Linked DNA regions of Mus musculus: all the other regions are linked to region 5. Evidence: chromatin contacts called from public promoter capture Hi-C data. All regions are on one chromosome and are shown on one strand. Each heading gives the region's core, a stretch centred on a gene start, on an enhancer-like site or on the middle of the called end of the contact. The rest is flanking DNA. Distances are from core to core; before and after follow the strand shown. Region 1 holds the start of S100a10 (S100 calcium binding protein A10 (calpactin)). Region 2 holds the start of 4930481B07Rik (a long non-coding RNA gene). Region 3 holds the start of Psmd4 (proteasome (prosome, macropain) 26S subunit, non-ATPase, 4). Region 4 holds the start of B230398E01Rik (a long non-coding RNA gene). Region 5 holds the start of Mrpl9 (mitochondrial ribosomal protein L9). Region 6 holds the start of S100a11 (S100 calcium binding protein A11). Region 7 holds the start of Tmod4 (tropomodulin 4).

Region 1 (3,055 bases), core at 314-2,813, 890 kb before region 5:
CAGTGCCACGTATGTGCTCTGGCACACATGTACATGGAGGCACATGCACAGACACACAATAACTTTTTAAAAAGCACTCCGACACCTCTATACCTCTATACCTGCCCAAAAGGTTATAATAGATTTTCAGATTAAAGAATCACAATGATTAATTGTTGAGTTCTTATCAAATGTTGCTTCCTCTGTGAATCAGACTGTTGCCCCACTATGGGGCCTTAGAAGCCCCTGTCCAACATTCTTGTACTGCTCATCAACCATAGGGAATTGTTTACAATATCTTCAGAAACCTCGGCGCTCTTTGAAAGAAGAAACTGATTCCCCATCTCTGAATCAACAGGCTCTAGCACAAACTAAACATTCTAAGGCTCATGCCCCAGAAAACCAGTGAGTAGGAGTATTCTAAATTCGATCACATTTTCCCTGAGATTTCCTCCACAGCTGCGACGACCTGGGGAGGCCTGTGGGAAGATTTGGAAGGAAAAACTGCTTTTGAAGAGCCAGAACTGAGGTTTCAGAGACCCTGGAGAAAACAGAGCTGATCCAAGTTGGATTTTCCTGACCTCTGCCGAGACTGTCACGTGGTGGCGCATAGAGAATTCCCTAATTCTGTTTATCCCTTTGGAATCTCTCATCCTTTCTAGGACTTCCCCTGGGAACAGGGGAAACCCCAGTGCTAGGGACTGGGCTGTGTCACCAATAACTGCATTTAATCCCAAACCACAAATAATGTTAAGTATCAGGGAAGGGTGTGGTTGTCAGTTAGGATACACTTCAGTCGTCTCTAAATATCTTCCAGAAGTTTCTTCCAAAGAGCTTTTTAGAGCCAAGTAGAGTCAAGAAGGGGGCTCCGAAACAGATCTTAGTAATATTGGCCACAGCTGAAACTATCGACCAAGCAAAATCACAAACTGTACCAGGAAAGGTGAACCCTGTAACAAAGAAGCTCCTGAAGCTGACAAGCACTAGGACACGCCCTGATCCTCACCACTCAGTGGTGGCAAGGCTAGGCTGAAGCCCAGGGGCCTTGCTTCTGCACTCAACACAGGCGACCCCAAGACCAGGTCCTAGAGCAAGCTAGGTGTAGAAGCGTTCCTCCTGCTTATCTAGGAAATTATTCCTAACCCTGCAGGTTCTCGCAGAGGCTCTTGGCTCTGGTTCTGGCCATTGTGCCTCCCGAGACGGCTGGATTCTTATTTCTACACTCACCCACTTTCTAAAATCAAACCTGAGAGGAAGGGCACGGCCCTGGATGAGAATGCCCTGAAATACTAAGAGCATTCTTCCGCAGGGACGTTTACAATAGGGCTGTCCCTGGGGACGGGCAAAGTTAGTCTGTTGGCAGAGTGGGAAGGGTGTGTGTGTGCGTGTGTGTTGCCTTGTGTTTTGGAGAGAGAAGGAGAGAGAGAGAGAGAGAGAGAGAGAGAGAGAGAGAGAGAGAGAGAGAGAGAGAGAGAGAGAGAGAGCGCTGGTGGGGCGGGGTGGGGGGCAGGAAGGGAGGGATGGGTGGGGAGGGCAGATGCCTGCCCTCCAGGCTCCTCCCGCTCCGGGGCGCCTCCGCCCTCTGTACCCGCCTCGCGTACAAAGACGCGCGGTCTTCGGCACTAGCCTCATCGTGGTGTGCCCAGCTCTTCCAAGGACTGCTGCGCTTCGGGGCCCAGGTGAGTCCCGCACCTAATATCTGCCCTCTGGGAACCCCACACCCGCTTGCTTCGGCCTCCAGCCAGGCTTCGCGAGGAGCCGCGCCCCGCGAGCCTGGGTGGGGCCACCCCTCCAGCTCGCACACTGCTTCGGATGCCCCCAGACTCGCTGGGGCGGAGGCCAGTCTTGTCTGGAGCTACCCCATCCTGGCGTTGGAGCCGCTGTTCTGTTCTCCTTTTCGGCATGTGGTTCTTCATTCTCATCTTTTCTACTTTGCAACTAGTCTTAGAGTTAACTGGAGTTTAGCAGAACCTGCTTGCGCTCTGTCCTAGTTGGCAGTTCCATGAAGCTTCAGGCTACAGGCAGAGCTCAGGCTGTTTGAGCCGCTTTGGCCAGGGAGGACTGGAGGCTTGGCAGCTGGAGGATTCCCTTTCTGAAGGACCCTGCTCTGCTTGTTGCCTTAGCCTCAGTGCAAATTCCAGGTTGCTTCGGAAGGATCTTTAAAGTAGGACTTTCTGTCTCTCTACCAAGTGTTCCTCTAGCTACTCGGATTAAATAAAGGGAACCAGAGAGAGATGGAACGAGAGAGCAGGCTTGGTGAAGAATCTTCAGTCTGGGATTAATTTTCATGTGGTGCAGTGAGAGGGACGTACCTGCTTCACGGCCTGAGCTTGGCAACAGGAATGACTGACCTCTTTCCTAGCCCTGCCTGGGAGGACTCTGGAGAAATTGCTGAGTGGGTGGCAAGCAAAACAGAAATGTGACAGACCAGCAGAGCCCGGATCCACATTCTGAAATCCACAGGACCCACCTCCCTCATTTTCCTACCCCCACCCCCCACCCCAGGAAAGCCAGACACATTCTGCAGGGTGGGGCTAGCACAAAGGGTTCCTGGATTCTCCTAGTGATCTGTGGCCTGTGACTCAGCTGTGAGACCTTGGGTGTGGCCTAGCTGGTTGCTGATTCTCTGTGGATGGTTTGAACAGATCGCTCCCTGAAGGAAAAGAGGAACTGTGCCATCTTCCAGGGCATTTTCCAAGAGGAAATGAGTCACAACTAACTGGCCACCAACCTGCAGGAGGGGTTTCTTGTCTGAGCTGCCTGGAAGGGCAGTAATTAGACTGGCAGAACCATTCCAAGTCTGTCTCTCTCCCCCCCGCCCCCCCCATTCCCCAAGCTTCAGTTTCAGCTTCCAGGAGTGGATTTTTGCATGTTATACTTCAAATTAGGTAGAAACTCTCTGTCAGAGAGCTTGCCTTCGGTGTGTTTCAGCAAATTGCAAACGATAATGCCCGACGTTGGAGCAGGAAGGAGGAGTTCATATAACTCCCTGAAATTTCATTTACCTTAGTCCTCCTCCCATTGCCTATGCACTGTCACTGACAGTCTAAGAGTAGTGTTGTTTGTTTGTTTGTTT
Region 2 (3,055 bases), core at 59-2,558, 570 kb after region 5:
AGACAGTGGGCCAAACACAGAGGCTTAAGGCCAATGAAGATCCTCCACTCAGCCGCCAGGCCTGTGGAGCTGCCATCTCCCTACCTACTTTCCCCCTCTGTTCTTCAAAAGCAAAGGGGGCTTAACAAGAAAAGGGTGAACAGACACCGGTAGGGTGGGGGCTCCATTGCCCTTTGCCCAAGGCCTACAGCGCAGAGCAAAAGGAAGGGGCCAGAGCACGGCCAGGGGCGATTAGGTTGCGGCCAAGCTGGGCAGCGGGCGGCATTTAAGTCCCTGCCATCTGCCAGGGACTGGCGCGGAAAGTAAGTCCGGGGTTTCGGGTAGGGGACAAGAAGTACATTTAAAAACTAAAGGGTAAACTGAGGCGAGTGGTGCTTCTTTCACTTTCACCGGCTAAGAACTCAAGGGAGGGCCTCGGTGAGGCCAGGCCCTTAGGATCTGCGGCGCTGCACATTGGGGGCCAGGACTCCCCGGCAGTGGGGAGTGGCGCGAGGGGAGTGGAGACACAAGAGGGGGCGGTCCCTGCGTGATTCTAAGCTCTGCAGCCAGGTCAGTCCAGACTCGAACCTGGTCCCCTTCATCTCTGCGCGCCGGGCAGCTTGCCCTGTCTCTGACCCCCAGAGGCTCTCCCCAGACCCGAGTGACTGCAAGGAGCTCGCCAGGATCGAGGCGCTAGCCTGAGTCCTGCCTGGGTCCGGACGCTGACCAGCACCCGGTCGGGATGCAGGCTCCTCTCCTGCTGGGCCCAATTCCCCCGCCCCCACCGCCCGGCACGGACACCATTTTAGGTCGCGACATCCCGCAGCCTCGAGTCCCCCGGCCGCACTCTGACTGCCTCTCAGTCTAAGAGCGCCAGGACTTAGGGGTCCAGGAACCCCCTCCCACGTTACCAGGCTAGGGGGCCGTGCTTCCAGCAAACTGGAGTTCCCACCGGTGGTCCTCGAAGAAGAAGGCGGCGACCCGGCCAGGCCAGCAGCCGCCCCAGGGGGCGGCGGCACGGAGAAGGGGGTAGTTGACCAAGTGGGGGAGGGGCAGGGGTATTTACCCGCCCCCCCGGGGGGCGGAGCCAGGGGCGGGTATTTGCCGCGAGCGTGCTTACTTGTTCCGATCCTGGTGCGGGCTGAGACCCTACGGCCTCCTCCCGGTTCCAGCCGCCACCGCCGCTACCGCCGCCGCCGCCCTCCCCGCGGCCGCCGCTACTTCCTGCTTCTCTCCGCTTCGGCCTCCCCTCTCCCTCAGCTCCCTCCGTGCTCCTAGTCCGGGCTGCCCGCTTTCATACTCGCCATTGGCTAATGGACCTGTCATTCAACTGTGAGCCCCACCCAGTCCCGTATGGGATTGGCCCTCCATACCCCGCTCGGAACTGGCCCCTCATAGTCTTCTCATCACTATTGGACAAAGGGCCTGGGCCCTGTGGAGAAGGTTCTCCCCATTGGCTGCTCCGGAGTCCACCTGCCCTGTCTGAGCAGCCCGAAAGCCATTGGCCGCCGCCGCTGTCGCTTAGCAAGAAGCCAGCCTTAGTCTTCGCTTTGGGTTGCGAGGGGTGACTAGCTAGCTCAGAAGCGTAGCCATCCTCTCTCCATTGGTCGCTCGAAGCTGGACACTGTGCCTCACATCTACAAACTTAGGAACTCTAGCTGTATGGCGGCGCGTCTAGGGGAACCTCGTCGGCTCCGTGTGGAACCTGGGTGTTTTAAGTGTTCGTGCCGTTTCCTCAGGCTAAGCCGCGCTCGAACGGATGCGGTGCTGGGGGTCACAAAATGAGGTGCCACCCCCAAACATTACGTCATCGGGGTGACCATTGCCTGGGGTTCCTCGCAGTCTAAACTGCTTTATAATCCGGATGGATGCGGTTCTGGCGTCCGCCTGCCTCTGGGCGTACGCACCACGCACGGCCCCTCCCTCTGCGGGAGAGCTGGACAGACTTTGGGATTCCGAGTGTAAAAGAAACCGGAACCACCGAGACCTGAGACCTGGGACACGCTGCGACCGGAAGTGGGGGAGGTGACGTTGGGAAGTGCTGGCGTGGCCTGGGCCACAACCAAGGAGAGCTTAAGGTAGTATGCTGATAGGCTTCTTACGCGAGAGAAGGAGGGAGCCCAGATCTATTTCCCATTTAAGAGAGCTCCCTTTTCTCCGCCCCTGACGGGAGCTGGCATTACTGTTCCCGTTGAGCTTTCCCGCGCTTTGCTGCCCCGCCCCTTGGAGGTGGGAAAAGGGGCGGAGTCGCCAGGGAGACGAATTGCCTTGACACTCACCCACCTGCGCTGGCTCAGGTTTTTGCTGGATCCATCTGCAGGCCCAGTGTGCCACCTGGCGCGCTCTCTACCCTGGCCCCGCGCCGCCGCCGCCCACCGCGACCGCAGCCGTTTCAAATGACAAGGGTTTTTAAATTTCTGTTTTATTTTCACTTTTTGCAGTGTTCGGAGTGGAACCTAGTGCTTCACCCAGTCCAAGCAAGCAGCCCACCGACATAGCAGCTTGGCGAGTGTTTTTGTTTTGTTTTGGCGATACTGATTATTGGACGTTGGGAGTCGCACACGCTTGGCAGGTGCACTCGTAACACTGAAGCTACTCTATACCCTATCACTTTTTGGGACAGGGTTTCCACTAAGTTGTCCTGCCTGCCTAGTAACTAGGGCTACACTGTTGCGCCATCAGGCCCAGGTTTGGGTAAAGCTTTTAAAAGAAGGCTCTGTTACCTCCCCTTGGACTCCCATAGCAGTGGATCCAAAAAATTCAGGCTTATGTATGGGAGGAATCTTGGAACCACTACATTCCACATGATGACATCAGACAAATCGTTCTACCTCCCTAAACCTATTGTCTCATGAATAAAATGGTAACTATAATATCCACCTGCCAAGATTATTTTTGTGAGCATGAAAAGCTTAGAAGGCAGAGTGCTATTTATATAGCGATAGCAAACAACGGGATAAATGCAGCCCCTACCTTTGCCTCATCTGCCATATTTCTCAGAGGTGCTGCAGCTCACAGAACTCTTTCTGAATAACGAGAGTTCTTTACTGGAGAGCTGAGGCTGTGGCTCCGTTGG
Region 3 (2,859 bases), core at 302-2,801, 600 kb after region 5:
ATCTTCTGGTCCTGTCAAGAAGGCAGCAGCGAGGGGCGTGGTGGCGCACACCTTTAATCCCAGCGCTCGGGAGGCAGAGGCAGGCGGATTTCTGAGTTCGAGGCCAGCCTGGTCTACAAAGTGAGCTCCAGGACAGCCAGGGCTACACAGAGAAACCCTGTCTCGAAAAACCAAAAAAAAAAAAAAAAAAAAAGAAGGCAGCAGCAAACAACATGGGTGCTTGGAACCAAACTCTGTGCTCTTACCCACCCAACCATCTCACCACCCTCAACAAGTAACTATTTTGTTGTTGTTTTTGTTTTATTTTACCACCTTTTGAGACAGGGCTTCTCTGCATGTCCTAGAACTTGCTCTATAGACCAGGCTGGCCTCAACCCCTAAGAGATCCACCTGCCTCTGCTGCCCAAGTGCTGGGATTAAAGGTGTGTGCCACTACTGCCCGGCCCCAACAAGTAACTTGTAAGAGCAATATTTGGGTTGGACTTAAAATTCCCTTTCATACTAAAAAATCACTCATGATTTGCTTGAAATTCAAATTTAACTGGGCATTCTGGTAGTCTTATTTTGAGACAGAACCTTGCTAGGTAGTCCTGATCATGAAAACTCCCTGTCTCATCCTCCAAGTGCAGGAAACCAAGCTTAAGCCATCCTGCATTTAGGTGGCAGTGCTAGCCAATCTCCAAATGAAAACATGGGCCTAGTGACTCAAGTTTTTAATCCTACATACTCATTCCAAGTTCAAGGCCAACCTGTGCATCTTCTCAAATAGCGACTTCAAAGCCAGTCTGAGCTACAGTGTCAAAGCTCCATCTAAAACAATAATGATGACAAATAATAAATGCAATCCAGGTGTGTGATGAGGCTCATTGGTAGAGCACGTTCCCAGCGTTCACAATGCTCTGGATTCAATTCCCAGAAAACACAAAACAAAGTCCTCTTGTAGCCCTGAAAAAAAATATGTTCTCAGCTTTCTATTTATTTTCTTGTCCTCAGTTTCTAATCTAACTCTTAATAGGTACTCATCCCAAGTATAAACCTGATAAAACCTAGTTCATCCTGCTTATCACGGCCTCTTAATTTGCTGTGTGACTACAGCGGATCCCCTAAAGTCCTTCCGACTCATTATGAGACAAGGACTATTTTCCAAGAATGCGGTTGTGAGGTTTACATGCGATAAAGTACAGAGAAAAGAAAAACTTGGAGGCGAGTGGAGGGGGCAGTTGGCCTCTGCTTTATGGGAGACCTGAAATTCAGGGAAGGGAACAGGAGTTCCCGGGCCTGCGTTCCTGGGCCGGGATGACTCAGGGAGTCGTCTGCCAGAGTCCCGCGGGCCCCGAAGCCACATCTCGCCCGGCGACCCAGTCCCCAGCCCAGGCCCTCGGGTTTCGGCGCCACGCGCACCAACAACCCAGACGCGCCCCCCAGCCACGTCCGAAGCTCCTCACCAAACCATAGTGCTCTCCAACACCATCTTGCCTCCTTCCCTCTGCGGACCGGCTCCGGGACTGACAAACAACAGCACCTCCGATTGGCCTGGTGCTCATCACCAATCAAAGAACTCAGTCTTCATGCTGCCCCGCCTCCGCGCCCCGCGGTGTGTTCTGGGACTTGTAGGCGCCACAGAAATGGAAAGGTTGGTTATCCAATAGAGTTGGCTACCTTCGCAGCAGCTTCCGGAACAGCTGTAAGCTCTCTGCACTCGCCTGGCAGCAACACTCCAGTGTGAGGCAGGAGAGCTGTAATTTACCCCCTCTTCTGCTCTCTTTCTTTTGTATATTTGGGTTTTTGATTTGTTTTTGTTGTTACGGTTTGAAAAAGGATGACAGCAATTCGCTGTGGAGCTCAGGCTAATAAACTCTATTGCTTCACCTCCCAGTGCTGTTTACAAGGGGCACACTCATGCTAAGATCTGAACTGCAATTTCCAGGCCAACGTGGGCAACATAGCTACTACGTAGTGACACTGCCTCGAACACATAACAGACACTCATGAGTGCATACACTACTGTGGATATGTCAGTCCAAGCATAATCACTTAAAAAGTGTGTCAGCATCGTTAACCACATTTTAACTTCCTGTTTCCCATTGCACTGTGTTTATGCAACTGCTACAAACACTTGTATCCTCAAATTCGATTTACCTATCTACTGCCTACCAAAAAAAAAAAAAAAAAAAATCTATGCAATTCCTAACTCCAGTATTGAGTCTGACAGGATGAAGGAATCCAGAAAAGTTTTGACCAATTAAAAAAAAAAAAACAAACCAAAAAAAATTTTTAAGCGTTTGTGTGTGTATTCAGGCCCTGCAGAGGCTGGAAGAGAATATCAAATCCGGAACTGGAGTTCCAGGCAGCTGTGAGCTGCCTGTCTTGAGTTCTGGGAACCGAACTCTGGTCCTCTAGGAAGAGCAGTAAGCGCTCTCTCATAAGCACTGAGTCATTTCCCCAGCCCGCAGTAAACACCATGTAATCACCCAAGGAACGAAGGATAGCCAGCAAGTTATTTTGGTTTGTTAATTAACCTTTAACACCAACCCTTGGGAAGCAGAGGCAGGCATCTGTGGGTTTTAGACCAGCCTGATCTATATAATGAGTTCCAGGGCAGCCAGGGTTATACACAATAAGACCTTTTCTGGGGGTCAAAGAAAAGAAGACCTGTTGGCACTTGCCTGCGATCCCACCTATATAATGGAATGATTACAAATTCATGGTCATCTTGGAAATTTAGTGAGAGAATTCTCAAAAATAAAAAGGGAGAAGGGCTTAAAAGATGTCTCATAGTTAAGAGTCCATCCTGTTTTAGTAGAGGAGTAGCATTCTGTTCCCACCATCCATATGGGGTGGCTAACAGCTGCTTACAAT
Region 4 (3,049 bases), core at 163-2,662, 550 kb after region 5:
TTCACTAAACAACTAGCTGTTTCCCTGTACAGTGTGCAAAAGGATGGAGGATAAAATACTGTTCTTGGACTAGGAACTGATAAAGTTTAACAAAGCTCTAGCTCCAATATAAGGATCTAGTTAGTGTATATCTTGATTAAAAAGTTTACGGAAGCATTAAGTATGCACGTGCCTTACTAAAATGAACTACACATTTTTCTAAAGCCCAGGCAAGACATTGTATAGGAGAATTCCTGGGTGTGCCCTGACACTGGCTCCCAGTCTTGGTTGTCCTTGCGGGTTCTGGTTAATCCCGTGTTCCTCCCACTATGGAGGAGCTCCAGAAGAGTGAAATGGGGGCTCCGGGAGAGAAGAGGCCCAGGGCTACTTTCTTCCTGGAGTCTCCATACAAAACTCTTCTTCATTGGCCAGATCTCACAGAAGTTTCCATGTTCTTATGAGGATTCCTTTATGTTCCCTACAGACTCACATACACCCCCCCCAAAAAAGCAGTTCTTAGCCTCAATTTTCCTTCCTATTTGTAGCCAAATGATAAATATTTTGCCATAGAGTTGGCAAGGTGGCACAAGAATCAGAGAGTGATTTAGGAACCAACCCTTAATCACACCCTCCCCTACATAATGACACTTCAAAGAGATTAGCTTTGTCTTTTCAGGACTGTAACCTTTGTACAGAGGCATCTGCTGCATGTCACACTGGAAGCCTTTCCAGCCTGATAAGGGTGTGATGTCAGCTCCTGGCTTCAGCTTCACTCCCTGAAGCTGACTCAGTACAAGTGACTCAGGCCCAGGGAGTAGGAGGAGAACAGATCATGAGACCCTACTGTCTGCCATGGACATTAATGAGCCCACTGGGGCCTGTCTGGGAGAGGATCAGCTAGGCCAATTTTCTGCCTTTTTTCTTCTGCAACTAGCATAAGTATAGAAGTTGGACCAGCAGATTATAACAGATTCTGACATCTTCACTGCCTCTTTCCTTCCCACTTCTACCCAAAGTAGAAGAGTTGTAGCCTTAGCAGGGTGTTTCCAAGTGTGACTACACCCTGCAAATGATCTTCTGCCTAAATTCTTGAGGAAAACCCAAATGTAGTGCCTCTATCAAGAACTTCAGTCATAGAATTGAATTAAGCAGAGGCTTGAAATGCTAGCTATAGAACAGAGTGCAATGGCCACTGCCTTCTTGCTCTAGGAATTCTCAAGACTTTCCTTTAGTCCAGACCCCCCTCTCTTGCTCCTGTTCCTGCTGCCTGCCCAGGTAGGATATAGTGTATAGAATCCAGGATGGATGGCCCAGTCCATGAGTGCTATTCCACGATTACTGAAGGAGCTGTCCCTCACTTTGTTCCCAGATACCAGCTAGCACAGGGGAGGGATGTTGTTTATTTTGTAATTTTTTATTTGTTTTCTAAGAAAGACTCAGTATGTAGCCTGGGCTAGCCTTGAGCTCTTGATCCGCCTGCCTCAGCCTTGTAAGTACTGAGGTTACAAGCATGTGTTACTGCCCTCAGCTGAGGTGATATTTAGATTATTGGGATCTAAACTTTGGGCTGGAATCAAGATTGCCACCGCCCTTCTAATTAGCTTTCTCAGGTGGATTTAGTTAGGATCTAATTGTCCAACATACATCAAAAAATACAATATATTTAGTGTCATGTGCAGTAGCCTGATAGTAAGCCTAAGAAGGTTTGGAAGAGATAAGACTGCATTTTTTGAGCATCCAGCCCACAGCTTTCAGGTTCATGGGTTTGGGATGCCCTTTGTCACACAGGTTCAAGGTTGGGATTAGGCTTCCTAGGGTGATCGCAGGGCTGACTGAGAGGAGTTTAGCTCTTCCTGAGATTACCAAGAAGCTACAAGAACATCGACTTTGTACCACAAGGGTCTTGCAGTTTTTGGTTGTCCCCTTGAGGACAGGGTTGGTTGAAGGCATGTGAGTGAGTGGTATGAAAGAAGTGAGCCTCTAGGATTTTGATCTAAAAGGAAGATTTGTTCAGGTAAGAACAGGAGATAAAACAGAAAACAGAAGGTGCCTTGGCCTTCAGCTTTTGATCTCAAGGTCTGAGCTGGCCTTCCAACATCCCACAGATGTCTAGACTCTGGGCAACTGGCAGTTTCAGGCTGACTGTCTTTCACTAAAGCAGATATAGCTGCACAAGAGAAGCAGTTATGAACCAAGTTGGAGCTAAATTCTTTGCCTTTGTCTCTTTCCCTCCCCCCAACCCCACCCTTTCTTCCCCTTGCCCTCTGGCCCTTTCCCAGGAGCTCTCCTCCAGCACCGAGAGTATTGATAATTCATTCAGTTCCGTAAGTGGGGCCAGGCTGGGACTGGGTGGCAGGCTCCACACGTGGCCGCATTTCCTCTCCGTCCCATGTCTTCTAAGACCAATGAAGACCCCTTTGACTCCCAGAGATTCGTATCTCCCTGCCAGGCTTTCAGACCTGGCGGCATTCCCTCTGAGCTTTAGTGCCCTGACAGGCTCAGCTGATCCTTTGCTCACAGACGGCAGCTGGAATGTTGTGCTGCTTAGTCCTAGCCCCTCGGTCTCTGGAGCAAACAGCTGGGAGAGGTAGAATTTACTCCTGGATTAGAGCCAAGGACTGCTTGGCAGAAACCTCCAGTATCCCATTTCTCCCACCAAGAACCCTTTCCTTATGGCTTCTGCCATCAGCCCATCAAATATTTATTCAGTTTTCTAAATGTTAGACCCTGTGCTGGCTGAGCCAACTCCAAAAACAAACAGGAATTGGCCTGAGGGAAAGTTTTACCTTCCCACAACTGGTTTTCCTTTTTTAACTTCCTTTCTTTCAGGTTTGAGTTCTTCCCATTCCCCAGTTCACTGCCCAGGATATCCCTTAATCCCTGTTCTCTCTCCTTATTCTCTCTGGACTAACCCATGACCCTCCAGTCCTGTTACAGGGTCTTGGACCTTGTTCCTGGGCAAAGACGTGAGAGGAAATGCTGGACCCTCTGGGAGTTTGGATGATATATATATATATAAATTTAACTTTTATTCCTTGTCTACCCACTCTGTTTTCTAGTTCCTGTGCTG
Region 5 (2,899 bases), core at 380-2,879:
TAGAGGAACAGGAAGTTTGCTATGAGATTGTGTCTCCTAAAAATGTCAGGGGCGCTACATCTGTGAATTCTTACCAACATTGCTACCTAAACAAGACCTGAACAAGGAGGACACTAATATACTAATATACTAATGAGAAAGGAAAAAGCTCACAAGGCCTCAACCCTAGACAAAGAGCTACAGGCAAGAAAAGAATGCTGAGAACAGGAGAAATAATCTTCCCCAGGGAAGAGCACACCAGTTGGTTACCCAATACGAAATGATCAGCCCTGAAAACATACATACGTACAAGTAAGAATGTACAGACTGAGCAGATTATATTTATATATTTAAGAATGTATAAACACAAATATAAATAACAAGGGGAAAGAGTCCATGAATCTGAGAGAGGAGGAGAGGGGTTAGAAGGAGAAAAAGGGTAAAATTATATAATCTCAAATATACAAACGTGTAAAAATTTTAAAATAATAAGATGTTTCAAAGAATGGAGGAAAACAAAACAACAAAATGGAATTCTCATCAGCTGTAACAGGAACACCTGCAGGTAGGGCAGTTTATAAAGAATGGGGCATACATTACGTTTTAAATGTCTGTTAGACATATAAGATGATGATGAATAAGAAGTTGGGTATTCCAATGTGAAGTTTGTGGGAGCCTAGGATAAGAATTTGGACATCACTGGCATATAAATAGCGGTTAGCCATAAGGTGAACTGAGAGCATCAAGACACTGGATACTAAAAAGAATGAAATTCCACATACTGAGTGCTGGGTGCAAACAATTAAAAGACTGTTGAAGACTTGTCCTGAATACCAAGGAAATGCGTGTAGGTCAGTCTATGTAAGTGCACATAAAATGGAGTGTAGCACATCTTTCCACACTCCTTTATAGACCCTCATTTTATAACCATCTATTAAGCACAAAGACTCCACAGAAGGACCTGCTTGTGCCTAACAGTAGTTTCTTTTTCTCTACAGTTTGTCTCCTGCAACTCTTTAAATATTAGCTTAAATACAATAGTAACAATATCATGGAAAGTTGCAGAGTTTTTAGAGGATCCCATCCTTCGACTACTTTTAGAAAGATTCAAGGGAAAATTGAGAGTGACATCCATATTTTAGTGTTCAGAAATTATAGCATGTCAAAATTAGAAGTGATCCCAGTACCTAGAACTAAACCAAACCACTTATATTGTTATCATTGGTTTTTATGGATAAAAATCCTCCTCCTCACCAGTTAATTATTATTATTGGTCTCGCTATGTAGCCCTGGCTGGCCTAGAGCTTGAGATGTAAACCAGATTAGCTTGAACTTGTCCTGCAGGAAGATTACAGGGTGCGCCAAGCCCCCTCCGCCTCTTTTTTTAAAAGTGAAGCCAAAAAAAAAAAAAAAAAAAAAAAAAAGTACGTTTTCCACTGTCGGTCCACGCAAAGCTCTGTGGAAAGTGGTGACAAAAAAAAAAAAAAGCAGTTCTCTCCGCTGTCCTATCGTCGGCGTGCAAGGCGGGGTTGCGGCAACTCTCCCACTCCCCATGCCCAGGTCTCAGCGCAGCCTATATCTATACCACTCAGGCGCGCCGCGGGCAGCCCAGAGGCGCAGCTGCGCATGCGCGGGGTCCTTCTTCCGCCTGTCCGCTCCGCTGTCATGGCGGCCTCTGTGGCTCCCGGGGTTAGGACTCTGTGGTGGGCAGGTGCTGCTTGGCTGCGTCAAGGAGGCATCCGGGAGCTATTCCGGCCGCGAATTGAAGGGAGTACCCCGGGGCGTGACTTCAGTCTCTCTCATTATCAGGTGAGGGCCGGCTGGGGCTTGGGTCCTACACGGTGGGGGACAGGAGTGTCGTTCGTGCCAGACTCAGACTGCGGGGCTGGGGGGCAGACTTTCCTGGGGACGCCGGCGGGGTGGCGGGTTGTTCTCTGCGGACACTCGCTCACCCCAGCCTCCCTGACCACCAGAGCACGGTCATCGTGGAGCGCTGGTGGAAGGTGCCGCTCGCCGGGGAGGGCCGAAAGCCGCACCTGCACCGGCGTCACCGCGTGTATAAGTTGGTGGAGGACACGAAACACCGGCCCAAAGACAACTTGGAGCTCATCCTCACGCAGTCTGTGGACGGTAAGGCTTGGGCCCAGGTACTGACCCCTTCCCCTGTCCCTGTCCTCTGTCCCCTGCTCTTGTTTGACGTTAACCGCTTCCTGCCTCTCTTTTGTTGCTTTGTTTTTACTACTTTGTGGTTCTGGTGAGAAAAAAAAAGTCACGGAAAATTAAAACGTGTGTGCAATATTGTTAACTGTGTAAAGAGAAGCCTAACAGTTCGCAGCACAAACAGTGACATTCTTTGATTGAACAGCTCAGTCTGCACCAGTTTTTAAGCTAGACGTGTGACAAGTGTAGTTCCTAATAAATGCATGGTGTGTGTGTGTGTGTGTGTGTGTGTGTGTGTGTGTGTGTGTGAGAGAGAGAGAGAGAGAGAGAGAGAGAGAGAGAGAGAGAAAGAGAAAGAAGGGGGGCGCCAAAGGTCCACCTTATTTGATACAGGGCATGAGTTGAGCCCCCAGGGATGTAGGTATTACCTCCCCTCAGTGCTAAGGTTATGGACAATATCCAAACTCAGATCCTCTATGCAGCTGGCACTTTAACGACTGGACCTTATAACCTGCCCTAGTAAATTGACGGTGGTGGTGGTGGTGGTGTTTGTAAGGAAGAATAAAAACTGTGAGAAAGTAAGGGCTGTCTCTTTTCTATGCCCCTCCCTTTTGGTGATGCTGGAGATGTACCCCAAGGCCTGAGTACACTAAGGCACAGCCTTTACCTGTGGCTGATCCCATGATCATCTTTTCCATAGCCTGCAGAGATTTCATCTGCCATTCCCGTTCTCATTGACAGAAATTGGAGTCCGGGGTGA
Region 6 (2,700 bases), core at 30-2,529, 920 kb before region 5:
GATTTTAGAAAATCGTGTAAGAAAGTAATTTTTTTAAAAACATGGTGCTAATGTTTTCAAATAAGGAAAATGGGAAAATGGTCACATCATCGGCAGAAATGGAAAGAGGGTGGATCTAATTATTTTTTGAATTATTGTTGGAAACACAAGAGTGTTTGTTTTGGTTTGGATTCTAATTTTCTTATGAGACAAAATCCTACTCTGTAACCCAAGCCGTTCTGGAATTCACTAGGTAGGCCACAGGCTGGCCTTGAACTTGCAGTAGTCTTCCCTCTTCAGCCTTGCACATGCTGAGATTATAGGCAAGGGCCACCATGTCTGACTTCAAGGGTTCCTAAACAAGAGACAGGAACTGTGACTGGTGAAATTGGGGGAGCAGAAACCAGGAAGCATTCACACAATGCCCTATTCACATCTACTCTGCAAGTTGTTCTTTTTTTTGGGGCGGGGGGTGTCTCCTTAAGGGCATCACTCTATGTGATAGACATTCTACGTGCCTTTACTAAGTGGTGAAGGCAGCATGGCTTGTTTATAGATGGGAAAATGGAAGCTCAGAGGGGCCAGTACTTGCCAAAAGTGCTGCAGTGATGTTGTGGACCAAGGATTAGAAGCTGGAAGTTTGTCATACAATTCCCAACTTTATTGAAACACAGACAGGAAAATGCCGCACTTGCACAGGGAGATGTTTAGCTGCAAGAGTTTTCTTAACTGTCATTTTAAAACTTGAAAGCAGGGTGAAAATTATCTCTAGACAATAATCACCAATATTCTGTTGGCAATAATCACTGCCCTTAGGTAGGCCAGATGGTGCACACCTATAATCCAGCACTTGGGATGCGGGGGTAGGAGGGTCCTAAGTTTGAGGCTAGCCTGTGCTACATAGAGAATCAAAGTCAGCTTTAGCTACTCAGGAATACCACGTGTCAGAAAAATTTAAAAAATCACAACTGTTTATTAAATTTCTTCAGTGTAGCAGGACAGCCCCAGCTCCTAGGGACCTACTTGATGAGCACGACTCACATTCTTTCTGCTTATCTGACCTGAACTGCAAATGGACACGTGCATAGAAAAAGAGCTAGGGGCATGACTTCCCCTAAAGCCAAAAATCTTTGAGATTCCAGGGAGAGAGGAACAGAGACCTGTTGAGTCACAGGGACTACAACCAGTGAGCTGAGTCTAGAGCACCGACATGGGGACAGGCCGAGGCCTGCGGAGGGGCGGGGGCCGGGGCGGGCACAGCCTGAGTCAGGCTGAGGGGCGGGACCCGGACCCCGACCGCCACTCCTGTCCCAGCCACCGTCAGCCACAGTCGCAGCCGGACCTCGCTCCTCAACTTGGTAAGCATAAGTTTTTGAACTTTTTAGATTTTTTTCTTTTTAATGAAAACAACAAAGAGCTACGCATGCTCTTGGCTGGGTGTATCTTGGACTAACGTGTGGACGTGGCAGAAAATGGATCGGGAAGATGAAACTGTGGGAGGCAATTAGAGAAGAGTGGAGGGCACGAGGAAGCCCTAAAATTACACCCTAATAACAGCCTGTGGGGAGAAACGGCGGTCTTTTGTTCTCCCGGGCAAAATAAGTTCTAGGCTGGGTGCGGCTGCCTAACTGGCCTGAGCCCGGGCTGGGTGCGGCCGCTAGACTCCCTGGGGCCGTGAGCCCCTGAACCCAACCAGTGGCGGCCGCCAGAGAGCTGCAGACTCAGTGAGAACTTGGGGCAGCGTCGCTAGGCGTTCATGAAGACTAGAAAGAAAGCGGTTCAGAACGTAGCCTTCCTGAATTCTGGGGGACTCAGCTGCGGGGAAACCGCAGGCAAACAGCCAAGACATACAGATGAGAAACCGGAGCCTGTTGCAGCCATTGGAACCACAGACAGGAATGTGGGAGGAGGCCAGTCCCTCCCAGCTCGCTCTTTTCCTCTCCCCCTTACTCCACTCCCAGCCATCTTTTTAGCCACTCCCTACATCACCTGCCTGTCTCCTACCTGCTACTTCAGTTCCCCTCGTTTCTTTAAAAAATGTTTCCAGTAATTCACATCCCCTCCAAAATCTACCCCTTCCTTTGACTCTTCAAAGAGGATCAGCAAATGTTGGAGAGAGGCCCAAGTGCGTTTTTGCCCTAGTCCCAAACTAATTATAGATTTTTATGTTTTTAAATGGTTGGAAGACATTCAAAAGGAAAAGAATCCCTTGTAATGCATGAGAATGGCATGAAAATCAAATGTATAGAGTTTACAGGCACCGCCACACCCTTTTGCTTTATGTATCCTCACCCTTGCTGCCTGACTATGGCAAGAGTGATAAGATCTTATGGAGCATAAAGAGCTAAAAAATATCCACAGCTGTCCCTTTATTGCAAATAACAGCAACAGAAAGCTTGCGGACCCCTGCTTTGGTGTGTCAGTCTTTCATCACTTCCTACTTATTGTTTCCTTCTTCCCCTTTTCATCACACAGGGTACCTAGGGCCCAGCACCAACAGGTTATGAGGTGAAAGGAGATAGATGAGACCCTGAACACTTGAAGGAAGAGCTTTGGTGCTGGTTGAGAAAGAGATAGTTGGTGTGGTTCCCTCTTTTTCACATATTTCTGTCAAGGGGAAGCTTCCCTGGAACGTTGGGTGTTTAGGTTGCGTTTTAAAAGGATCTCACTGCGTCCTTTCACAGTGGGGTTTTCCTTGCTGTCACTGTTCCCATCATGCAA
Region 7 (2,828 bases), core at 83-2,582, 680 kb after region 5:
AATCACTGTTCCTGCTCTGTCCTTTTAAGTAGCATGTATTTACTAAGTAGTGGGTGTCATAAAGATGCCTGCACTCATGTCTATCATTTTTATTACACTTACCTGGGTTATCCATATTTAACTCTCTTAGTCTGTCTTAGTCAGGGTTCCTATTCCTGCACAAACATCATGACCAATAAGCAAGTTGAGGAGGAAAAGGTTTATTCAGCTTATACTTTCCACATTGCTGTTAATCACCAAAGGAAGTCAAGCAGGTCAGGGAGCAGGAGCTGATGCAGAGGCCATGGAGGGATGTTACTGGCTTGCTCAGTTTGCTCTCTTACAGAACCCAAGACTACCAGCCCAGAGATGGTCCCACCCACAAGGGGCCTTTCCCCCTTGTTCACTAATTGAGAAAATGCCTTACAGCTGGATCTCATGGAGGCATTTCTTCAACTGAAGCTCCTTTCTCCATGATAACTCCAGCCTGTGTCAAATTGACACATAAAACCAGCCAGTACATAGTCTCTTAAATACCAGAACAAAATCCTTACACTGAGTGTGTGTGTCTCTGTATGTGTCTATGTATACAACCACGTGTCGGGTGGTGCACCTATGCAGAGGCCAGGCAGGGTCATCTGTAATTCCACCTATCCTTTGAGACAGGCTCTCTTTCTGAACCTGGGCTCCTGTTCTCTAGGCTATCAGGAGCCAGCAAGCCCCCAATGTTCCTGTGTCTGCCACCCTGTTATGCTGTTATGTAGGTGCGGGGACCTCACAATTGTGCAGCAGTCTTAACCACCTGAGACCTCTCTCTCTCTCGTTTTTTCAGGACATGGTTTCTCTAGCCCTGGCTGTCCTGGAACTTGTTCTGTAGACCAGGTTGGACCTTGAACTCAGAAATCTGCCTGTCTCTGCCTCCCAAGTGCTACGATTAAAGGCATGTGCCCCCTCTCCCTTTTAAAAAAGTTAAAAAGGAAAAAAAAATTACTACAAGGCTTTGAGCTCACCATGAAGTTCATGCTGCTCTCCGTCTTGTAGCAGTCCTATCTTAGTGTCCCCTGTCAAGGGAATTCAGGTGTGAGGCACAATGGCTGTTACATTGATACATCATCTTCTATTCAGTGCTTTGAGCAGAACTGGTACCCTACCGTAGGAGTCATCTGATTCTCCACTGGAGGACTCTGCTTGCAGGGAAAGAGGACATGTCATGGCTGATACTGGCCACTAGAGGCTCTCAGGGCTGGGCAAGGTATGGGGTCTGTGTATATGTGATCTCCCACCACTCCCCACCTGGCCAGAGCTAAAATAATAAAATGCTGAGCTCACTGTTCCCCCACGCTCTCCCCCGGCACCAGACTCCTCCTGCTGACCGGACAGTGTCCCAGTAGAACAGACGGACCAACTGACAAGGGGAGGTGAGAGGTGACCATTGGGACTGGTAGGTGGGAACAAGGGGTCTTACGGGTGAGAGCCTGGTGGGAGATGGCAGAGTGGGCCTAGGGGAAGAGAGTTGGCATGTCTCTGCTGTGTCCTGCCGCCGATGTTTCTGTCTTGACTCTGTAGCTGCCTTGTCAGTGCCTCACGCTCAGTATCACCTTCCATGTTGAGTGTGGTATGTATTTAGAGCTTGACTGTTTTTCCCACTGAAAGGTGGTGCAAGTTTATCATCCCACCTCCTCATTTAGAAGACTTTTTTTTCTTCTTCTTCTTCTTTTACCCAGGGTTCCAGTGTCACCTTTCTGGTGACAGATTATGGGAACCGAATGCCTTCTGAGGCCACACTGCCCTTCCCCCAATCTGGAAGTGCCCCAGCTTCTAAGCCTTACTTTCCCTTCTGATTTAGACTTTTAGCAAACACAGAAAGTGAGGTCTTGGTCCTTGACAATGAAGGAGGGAGTGAGGGTGTCATTAGAGGCAACCACTCTAACCCAGTCAAGCCTCCTTGCTTACCAGTTTCCAACAGGCCTGGGTAATGGGGAAGAAAGGAGGAATTTTCCTGGAGCTCTCTGCCTCCCCCTCCCACCTTTCAATAGGAACTGGGCGTGGAGCCAGCTGTGCTGGCAGGGCCTCCAGCAGCTGTGTCAGGGCAAGAGACGTTGCCGGGTAAGGTTGTAGGGGAGGGTGCTACCAGGATTTCTCCATCGCACGGTGGGTGGATAGACCCAGCCTGGAGACTAGAATCCCCATCTAGAATGGCTAGAAAGTGCAGGGACTAGGAGGGAAACTAACAGTGAACTATCTGATTTTCCCATCCCTGGCAGACTCTAGTCTCTAAGGTCAGTGTCCTAACTATGGCTGGACTTCTTGTGCCCTCAGTGTCCACATCCAACAACTTTTCTCATGTCCCCCAGGCTGTGAGTGTCACACCGTGGGGAAGGGGTAGGGGCCACCATGTCATCCTATCAGAAGGAACTGGAGAAATACAGAGACATCGACGAAGATGAGATCCTAAGGACCCTGAGCCCTGAAGAGCTAGAACAGCTGGACTGTGAGCTACAAGAAATGGATCCTGAGGTAGGAGCACAGGCCAGGGCATCCCTTTGTATGTGGGAAGGAGTGATTCTAGGTAGCTGAGAACAAGACATGAAATCCCAAAAGGACCAGGGAATATCTGTCTGGAGAGTGCTTAATTTGTTCCCCAAAATTCATCCCTAAGAACATGCTCTTGCCAGCTGGCCTGAGACAACGTGACCAGACAAAGAAGAGTCCAACAGGGCCACTGGACAGAGATGCCCTATTGCAGTACCTGGAGCAACAGGCGCTAGAAGTCAAAGAGCGTGATGACTTGGTGCCCTACACTGGCGAGAAGAAGGGTATGGGCACCCTAACATCTATGCCTCCCAGGA

What was found. Promoter capture Hi-C pulls out the DNA fragments that hold promoters and counts their contacts. Capture Hi-C pulls out chosen DNA fragments and counts their contacts.
Region 1: a promoter capture Hi-C map of pre-B cells shows a contact between it and region 5. The contact joins the promoter of S100a10 here to the promoter of Mrpl9 in region 5. A contact is called at or near these places in 3 of 39 promoter capture datasets (the C10 cell line, cranial neural crest and pre-B cells) and 3 of 115 datasets of contacts at active chromatin or transcription factors (embryonic stem cells, memory CD8 T cells and neural tube).
Region 2: a contact with region 5 is called in a promoter capture Hi-C map of neural stem cells. The contact joins the promoter of 4930481B07Rik here to the promoter of Mrpl9 in region 5. A contact is called at or near these places in 11 of 39 promoter capture datasets (the 3T3-L1 cell line, 3T3-L1-derived adipocytes, cranial neural crest and 8 more), 4 of 484 Hi-C or Micro-C datasets (the G1E-ER4 cell line, the N1E-115 cell line and cortical neurons), 7 of 115 datasets of contacts at active chromatin or transcription factors (effector CD8 T cells, embryonic forebrain, embryonic stem cells and 4 more) and 2 of 9 other capture datasets (liver and pancreatic islet).
Region 3: a contact with region 5 is called in a promoter capture Hi-C map of pre-B cells, with 2.1 times the contacts expected there. The contact joins the promoter of Psmd4 here to the promoter of Mrpl9 in region 5. A contact is called at or near these places in 3 of 39 promoter capture datasets (cranial neural crest, hippocampal neurons and pre-B cells).
Region 4: a contact with region 5 is called in a promoter capture Hi-C map of liver, with 2.8 times the contacts expected there. The contact joins the promoter of B230398E01Rik here to the promoter of Mrpl9 in region 5. A contact is called at or near these places in 9 of 39 promoter capture datasets (cranial neural crest, embryonic stem cells, frontonasal cranial neural crest and 5 more), 11 of 484 Hi-C or Micro-C datasets (the G1E-ER4 cell line, the N1E-115 cell line, cortical neurons and 3 more), 2 of 115 datasets of contacts at active chromatin or transcription factors (embryonic limb bud and neural tube) and 2 of 9 other capture datasets (liver and pancreatic islet).
Region 6: a promoter capture Hi-C map of embryonic stem cells shows a contact between it and region 5, with 4 times the contacts expected there. The contact joins the promoter of S100a11 here to the promoter of Mrpl9 in region 5. A contact is called at or near these places in 5 of 39 promoter capture datasets (the 3T3-L1 cell line, 3T3-L1-derived adipocytes, cranial neural crest and 2 more) and 1 of 9 other capture datasets (pancreatic islet).
Region 7: a contact with region 5 is called in a promoter capture Hi-C map of adipose tissue. The contact joins the promoter of Tmod4 here to the promoter of Mrpl9 in region 5. A contact is called at or near these places in 1 of 39 promoter capture datasets (pre-B cells), 1 of 115 datasets of contacts at active chromatin or transcription factors (embryonic limb bud) and 1 of 9 other capture datasets (adipose tissue).

Annotation. Positions count from the first base shown.
Region 1 is chr3:93,553,554-93,556,608 of GRCm38.p6, forward strand. S100a10 (S100 calcium binding protein A10 (calpactin)) reads left to right here and starts at 1,564. Exons shown (of 3, transcript NM_009112.2): 1 at 1,564-1,658.
Region 2 is chr3:95,014,221-95,017,275 of GRCm38.p6, forward strand. It overlaps 4930481B07Rik (a long non-coding RNA gene), which reads left to right and starts at 1,309. Exons shown (of 2, transcript XR_003954670.1): 1 at 1,309-2,057; 2 at 2,421-3,055. It overlaps Zfp687 (zinc finger protein 687), which reads right to left and starts at 1,237. Exons shown (of 9, transcript NM_001357863.1): 1 at 1,100-1,237.
Region 3 is chr3:95,041,063-95,043,921 of GRCm38.p6, forward strand. It overlaps Psmd4 (proteasome (prosome, macropain) 26S subunit, non-ATPase, 4), which reads right to left and starts at 1,552. Exons shown (of 10, transcript NM_008951.2): 1 at 1,446-1,552. The coding sequence starts at 1,471.
Region 4 is chr3:94,987,045-94,990,093 of GRCm38.p6, forward strand. It overlaps B230398E01Rik (a long non-coding RNA gene), which reads right to left and starts at 1,413. Exons shown (of 4, transcript XR_003954666.1): 1 at 1-1,413. All of the region lies in intron 2 of Pi4kb (phosphatidylinositol 4-kinase beta), which reads left to right.
Region 5 is chr3:94,441,707-94,444,605 of GRCm38.p6, forward strand. Mrpl9 (mitochondrial ribosomal protein L9) reads left to right here and starts at 1,630. Exons shown (of 7, transcript NM_030116.2): 1 at 1,630-1,788; 2 at 1,953-2,109; 3 at 2,881-2,899. The coding sequence starts at 1,645.
Region 6 is chr3:93,519,217-93,521,916 of GRCm38.p6, forward strand. It overlaps S100a11 (S100 calcium binding protein A11), which reads left to right and starts at 1,280. Exons shown (of 3, transcript NM_016740.3): 1 at 1,280-1,337.
Region 7 is chr3:95,123,182-95,126,009 of GRCm38.p6, forward strand. Tmod4 (tropomodulin 4) reads left to right here and starts at 1,333. Exons shown (of 10, transcript NM_016712.4): 1 at 1,333-1,397; 2 at 2,334-2,496; 3 at 2,639-2,795. The coding sequence starts at 2,374.